Linked DNA regions of Mus musculus: region 1 is linked to region 2. Evidence: chromatin contacts called from public HiChIP or PLAC-seq data. All regions are on one chromosome and are shown on one strand. Each heading gives the region's core, a stretch centred on a gene start, on an enhancer-like site or on the middle of the called end of the contact. The rest is flanking DNA. Distances are from core to core; before and after follow the strand shown. Region 1 overlaps Hhipl2 (hedgehog interacting protein-like 2). Region 2 overlaps Mia3 (melanoma inhibitory activity 3).

The links. HiChIP or PLAC-seq counts read pairs in DNA pulled down with a chosen protein or histone mark.
Region 1: an H3K27ac HiChIP or PLAC-seq map of trophoblast stem cells shows a contact between it and region 2, with 21 read pairs. The contact joins two enhancer-like sites. A contact is called at or near these places in 4 of 15 datasets of contacts at CTCF or cohesin (CD8 T cells, embryonic stem cells and pro-B cells), 78 of 484 Hi-C or Micro-C datasets (8-cell embryo, the AML12 cell line, the AtT-20 cell line and 43 more), 12 of 115 datasets of contacts at active chromatin or transcription factors (double positive thymocytes, embryonic stem cells, extraembryonic endoderm stem cells and 7 more) and 2 of 9 other capture datasets (adipose tissue and pancreatic islet).

The regions. Positions count from the first base shown.
Region 1 is chr1:183,429,365-183,432,503 of GRCm38.p6, forward strand. The region is part of intron 6 of Hhipl2 (hedgehog interacting protein-like 2); the gene reads left to right. Among named protein-coding and RNA genes, the nearest start is that of Hhipl2, 12 kb to the left of the region's middle. Within about 2 kb of position 1,502, at least 2 of the 459 cell types and tissues checked have an H3K27ac peak or open chromatin away from gene starts, as enhancers often do. A contact at or near this core is called in trophoblast stem cells, where this site is marked.
Region 2 is chr1:183,348,793-183,352,006 of GRCm38.p6, forward strand. It overlaps Mia3 (melanoma inhibitory activity 3), which reads right to left. Exons shown (of 26, transcript NM_177389.3): 6 at 2,172-2,314. It overlaps Gm34102 (a long non-coding RNA gene), which reads left to right. Exons shown (of 2, transcript XR_389733.4): 2 at 1-782. Among named protein-coding and RNA genes, the nearest start is that of Gm34102, 4.9 kb to the left of the region's middle. Within about 2 kb of position 1,254, at least 57 of the 459 cell types and tissues checked have an H3K27ac peak or open chromatin away from gene starts, as enhancers often do. A contact at or near this core is called in trophoblast stem cells, where this site is marked.

The DNA of each region.
Region 1 (3,139 bases), core at 252-2,751, 81 kb after region 2:
GATTTATTTATTTTATGCATGTAAGTACACTGTAGCTGTCTTCAGACACACCAGAAGAGGGCATCGGATATTGAATCCCATTACAGATGGTTGTGAGCCACTATATAGTTGCTGGGAATTAAACTCAGGACCTCTGGAAGAACGGTCAGTGTTCTTAACCATTGAGCCATCTCTCCAACCCCCAGAGAGTTCATTTTTAGTCTCAGCGGTCCATTAGTTAATGTTTCAACTTGAAAGGTTAAAGTTTCAAATTTTAAAGAAATTCCATTTTGTTTCCCTAAGTATGCACAGGATCTTTTTGTCTAGCCATGCTTAGGTTAGGTAAAAAAGGCAATAAGATGATGTCATAGGCTGGGGATGTAGCTCAGTTGCTAGAGTGCCTGAGGCACTGGGCTCATATCTGTAATACTGTATTTAGGACTGGAGGCAGGGGAATCCAGAAACTCAAGGTTATCCTTGGCTTACGGGGAGTCGGAGACTAATCTCACCCCCCCCCCCCACACACACATACACACAGAGAGAGAGACAGAGAGAGACAGAGAGACAGACACAAAGACAGAGACAGAGACAGAGACAGAAAAACTGAAAAGGAGCAACCCAGTATCTCTGAGCATCTCTCAGATACCTGAGATTCTTTATAAATGGGCGGCCAGGGCCGGGGAGTCCCTGAGTTTAGCTCTTCTCACTCAGAGCCTCAGGGTGGCTTCACAGGACCCTATCTTGAGGAGGTAATAAGGAAATCCAGTCATCTCCCTTTCCTCTCCTCTCAGTAGCTGCTGGATAGACACTTTGACAGGAATATTCAATAGCAGCAGAGAATGCTGTATATTTTCTTCCCCTCAGATATAGGTCAGATTAGACCAGATATAAAGTAATAAAGGCAGGTTTATTAGGAGGCAGCTCTCAGGTGGGCTAACCAGTCTCACAGGCGGAGGTTAGTGAAGTCGCATATCCAGGCTGAAGCAAGGGGATTTTTATAGAGCTTAGGGCCATAGAGATGGCGTGCCAGCTAGGAGCTGGGATTATATCCATTCATGGCCCAGAACTGAGCCCCTGGGCGTGCACTCTTGAGTGGGTTGTCAGAAACGGGGAGGTTAGGTTTTCTCAGTGTGGGCAAGGTTGGGGGAGGGAGGGCAGATAGGGGTTTCCCGGCTTGTGCAGGGGATGAGCAGGGGTCCCAGCCCAACAGAGGGTATTTTAGAAAATTCAAGAATTTTAAATAGAAAAAAGACTATGAGAGTTGCAAATTGGGAATCCAAACATTTAAAGGAATAGAAAAAAAACCACAGGCTGGCAAGAGGCTGCTCAGGGAAGAGAGGGTGGATCAGTGCAAGCCATTCATCCGCCCTGGTGGGGCCTCTCTACTGGAACCTCCCAGAAAGGTGCTTCTCTGCGACACAGAATCCTGGCTTTGGAGGTTTGGTTTGCAGAGCCTGTAGATACCAGTCAGAAGAGGAAAACCGGCTGCCTTTGGAAACAGTCACTTCTAGCAAACACAGCTAGTGTCCTCTAGGAAGTGGGACTGTGCCAAGGCTTTGCCCTGGGTCAGCCCTGAGGCCAGAGAAGCTGCCTCTAGGTGTGCTCCTTTCTCTTGTAAAAGCTCCTTTTCTTGTTCTCCCACTGAGACTCTTCCAGAGCAGAATTTCGTCTCCTCCATCAGTTGCTAGCTTTGGGTAAGGTGTCTTTCCGTGGAACTAGACTGGAGCACTTAGACTTGACACTGCGTGTTAACTGAAGAGAGCCTAAGTGGATGGCTGGCCTGGAGCAATCCCTGGGCCATTTTGCGAGCTGACCTAAGTAAAGGCTGGCCTGAGGAGGATGCTTGCGCAAGCCCTGCTGCATTAAAGTTAGCTTTCTGCCTGAAACAGACATTAAGAGGATGGCAAGATGGATCATCTGGTAAAGGTGCCACTAAGCCTGACAACCTGGATTCCATCCAGGTACCCAAAGAGAGATCTGCTTTCTGCAGCTTTTCCTCCAATCTCCACACATGGGCCATGACACACACGCTTCTCATATACCCCAATTCACAAGTAAGATGTAAAATAGATACTCAAAATGTTAGCTCCATACCATCGATAAAATTTTGTATTTTCTCCTAAATATAGAACTGGAAGTTTTGGGTATGTTCAAAACATACATATTACATAGGCTGTAGCAGATAAAGTAAACACACAGTAAGATAGCCCCTGCTTCCCACTTTGGAGCTCGTGTGTGTTCTAGAAGGTTCCTGTCAGAGCGGCCTGAGTTTGTGTGACTATTGGAAGGCAGCTCATTTATCTGATGGTGTTTGGTGTTTCCAGTCAATTAGTACAACTGAATCCAGAGAAGGATACGCCCTGACTGACATCCCTTCTCAGAACAGTTATAAACACGTCTTCTATCAGTATGTGAAGCCACAGTGTTTACGATACTTGTTACTAAGAAGTCACGTAAGCCTTGTGAGTGAGTCGAATACTGTGTAACCCGCTAGCATTGTGTTGGGTTGACAGAGCTGCTGAGACACTTGCTCCCGAGATAAAAAAGAGTAGAGGGCTGAGGAGATGGCCCAGTTGTCAAGTGTCACCCTGCAAGTACAAAGACCCCAAGTTCAGTTCCCCAACACTCAGGTATAAGCTGGGTGTGGTAGTGTGCTGTGACCTCCGTGCTGGAGAGGAAGAGGCAGGTGGACCCTGGCGCTCAGCAGCCAGCCAGCCCAGCCAGACCCTGTTTCAAACATAAGATGGTGAAGAGTCAAGAGGGACACTCAACGTCAACCGGTGGCCTCTGTATGCTGACGCATATGTGTGCACCTCACATATATGAACACATACATACGCATCCTCCCTCCCTTCCCCATGACAAGCCACTCTCAATGTTATTCCGTGCTTCCTGAAGCATGGTGACTCTCTTTTATGAGCGAATTAATATGGGGAGGGGGCAGGGTGTTACGTAGATTGGGAGGTCTCTCAGGGTAGCACAGCTCTGAAACGGTGTTATGAGAGCTCATGTCTAGAATTACCCAGGTAGCACTGGGGCTGAGGCCCACCCTCAAGCACAACTATGCCTGGCACAGACGACCACCGGGTGCAGGGAAGTAGATTCTTCCACCAGGAAGTAATGGAGATGTTTTCCGAAAGCCAGGCAGGAAGGACTGGGA
Region 2 (3,214 bases), core at 4-2,503:
TTGCCCTTTGAGCCAGAATCTTGGATCGCCATGTCCCGTCTTGCCTTTTATGTCTACGTCTTCCTCTGTCACCCTACAAGTGGACGCCATATCCTGTACCTTATCTGTGTCTCTCACTCAGCCCAAGAAGAAAGAGTCCTGTATATACGTAGAAATGTGAGGAAGACGGGCTTCCTTCCACTTTTAACCACTGCCTCCTTGAGATGCTCAAAGGACACTGGGCCTGGTTCAGTCACTGGAAGCATCCTAACTGTGACAGCTCAGAGCCAACAACACCTTTGCCAGGCAGCTGCCTCCAGCACAAGAAACCGTGGAGAAAACTGAAGATGGATTGGCTCTGCTCCATCCTTCTCATCAGGCAGCTTCTCCTCTGAATTTGCTGGGTACTCAGCATCTTTACACTGCCCTCTGACCATAAAGAAGAAGCGGGAGTGGGAGGAAACTCCACAGAGTCCCAGCCACCTCCCCAGACACTTTACACTGCCGACCACTTGGTTGTTGCAGTAGGAATAGTTTTCATTTGCCCTTCTCAGACAGGGAGGCCGAAATTCAAAGTTTAGTTATTTGCTGTTCGACATCTTACAGAATGGAACAGTGGTTGGCAGAGACGGAAAGGGGTGTTGGGAGGACAGGAAGGAATTAAATGGGGCTGAAAAGCACAGAGGAGCTTGTGCCGCATGTTCTGTATCGCAGTTAATGGATTATAACGGCCTGTGATACGTTTTCAAGTGATTAAAAGTGAGCTGTAGACATGGCTCAGTCGGCAAGGGTGCTTGCACCAACACTGATAACCTGGGCTTGATTCCGAACCCACATGGAAGAAGGAGAGAACTGACTCCTGCAGGTTGTCCCCTGACTGCCTCCCACATACATATGCACACACTCACGCACAAACATTAAATAAATGTAAGAACATTTCAAAAAAAAAAAATCAGAGGAATCATAGACATGAGCATTGCCCTGGTCATTATCCTGATTTGATCGTTACATAATATACACATCTATCAAATTACCATAACTCACATCATAAAGATTACACTTACTATGCTCCAATTAAACAAGGTTTAGTAACTAGCACAAACTTTTAAATCGAGATTGAAACCAGATCTCCCTGACTCAAAACCTGTTTTACAGAAAACATCAATAGCAAAACTCTATTACACAAGCGTCAAGATGACAGGCCCTACAGGAGGCCACGGTGACCACGATGACACTGCAGTCCTGACATCATTTGGCCTCCAGCCTAGTCCAATTTACCTAGAAAAACGTCCAGTTTCCACATACACCACGAGAGGGAGCTAAATCCTACAAACTTGACTAAGCTTCCAGAGATGTCAAATGTCTTACTTGGATCCAGACTCTCTTCAAAAAGATTAGCTTGAATAAACATTTTGCCATGATAGCTCTTTCTAGGAAATAGATCTGACCCACCACTTCTCTGTTTCAAACCTTCAAAGGGTACATAACATGGACAGCTTAACAGAACTCCTCAGGACACGCCTCCCTCACAGACACTCACCTTCCCTAGTCTCCCAGCATCCCCTTTCTCCATGTTTCCCTTTCTCTAGCATGCTGTCTTCTCTGTCCCTGTTGCCCACCCCCCTCTCCCAGTCCACTCTGTTCAACAGCAAACAATACTTCTTAATCCACATATGTATCAGCTAACTCCTAACTCTCTTGCTTCTCTACCAGCCGTGACAAAAACTGTCTCTTCTGTTTCAAGTGAACATCTCCAGCTCCCTGAGGTACTAAGAGGTCCCAGGGGACAAACCCTGCTTTATAGTTGTGTGCATGCCCAGCCCTGCCAGGGAATAAACTCTTGTGTGCTAACCTAAGGGCTCCTAATTAAAGCCATCCACCTGTGGCTCATTTCAGGAGGCACCTTCAGAGGATCGAAGCAGAGCTCATAAAGATATTTTAAATTCTTCACTCCAGGCTCAGATTCAACTTAAAACATGTTGCAAATCAAGCCAAGGTGGCAGCTCATGTCTACAGCATCAACACTTGGAGGTATTAGCCAGAGGATCAGCCTTGGCTGCACAGTGAATTTGAGGCCAGCCTCACCTATAAAAGACTGGCTATCATCAGCCCTTCTGTATACCCCCGCTCTGGAAACATCATGGTATTAATCAGTATTCTAGCAGAAGAAACTATACGTCTCCCTTACTTACCATCTTACTTAAATAAAGGATGAAGGCATAGAGGGAACCAAATGCACTTTCCAGAGGTGGGACAGCTGCTGGCTCCTCTGCAATTGTCTCTAGTTGCTTTTGTACATCTCCAGCCCCAACAGGACCACCTTCCATTACAGGACCTAAAAGGGGGCAACGGACAACATATTTTCTTTTATGCTTTAAAAGAAGAATTTTTCTCTTCATTTAAATAGTTACAGAGTGCCCTCTAAATATTAGTCACTAAGTGTCATGGCTTGAATATGCTTGGCCCAGGGAGTGGTACTAGTTGGGGGTGTGGCCTTGTTGGAGTAGGTGTGTCACTGTGATTGTGGGCTTTTAAGAACCCCATCCTAGCTGCCTGGAAGTTAGTATTCTCCTAGCAGCTTTCAGATGAAGAGTAAAACTCTCCACTCCTCCTGCATCATACCTGCCTGGACTTTCCCCTGTTCCCACCTTGATGATAATGGACTGAACCTCTGCACCTGTAAGCCAGCCCCAATCAAATGTTGTCCTTAAAAGACTTGCCTTGGTCATGGTGTCTGTTCACCTGACAAAGACACTTAAGCATAGAACATTTGAGACTCCTAAGGAAAATCACAGAGAAAAGCGAAGCCTCTGGGGTTTTAACTGTGGAGCCATCAGACCCTTCAGTTACAAAACTAAGATCACCTCCAGTCTGCTCCATCATGTCTCTCTGCCATTCAGGGGAACTGAAAACAGAACCCAGATTTTATACATTCTCCATATAGACAGAATTGCCAGGCAAGGCATGCTTTTGATCCCTGGACTGCAGAAGCAGAGGCAGAAGGATGTCTATGAGTTCAAGGCCAAGCTGGTCTACAGCAACCAGCACTTATCAAAGAAAACCATACAGACACAATCACAGTCAGCAAACTCTGACTTGGTGATGATAGAACTCTATTAGAAACTTTAGGAAAGTTGGAAAAGAACGAGTTCTGGGGTCCAACAAGGTGGCTCAGGAAGAGTGCTTGTGGCCGAGTTTAATGACCTACAACCCACATGTCAGGAGAACTCTGACT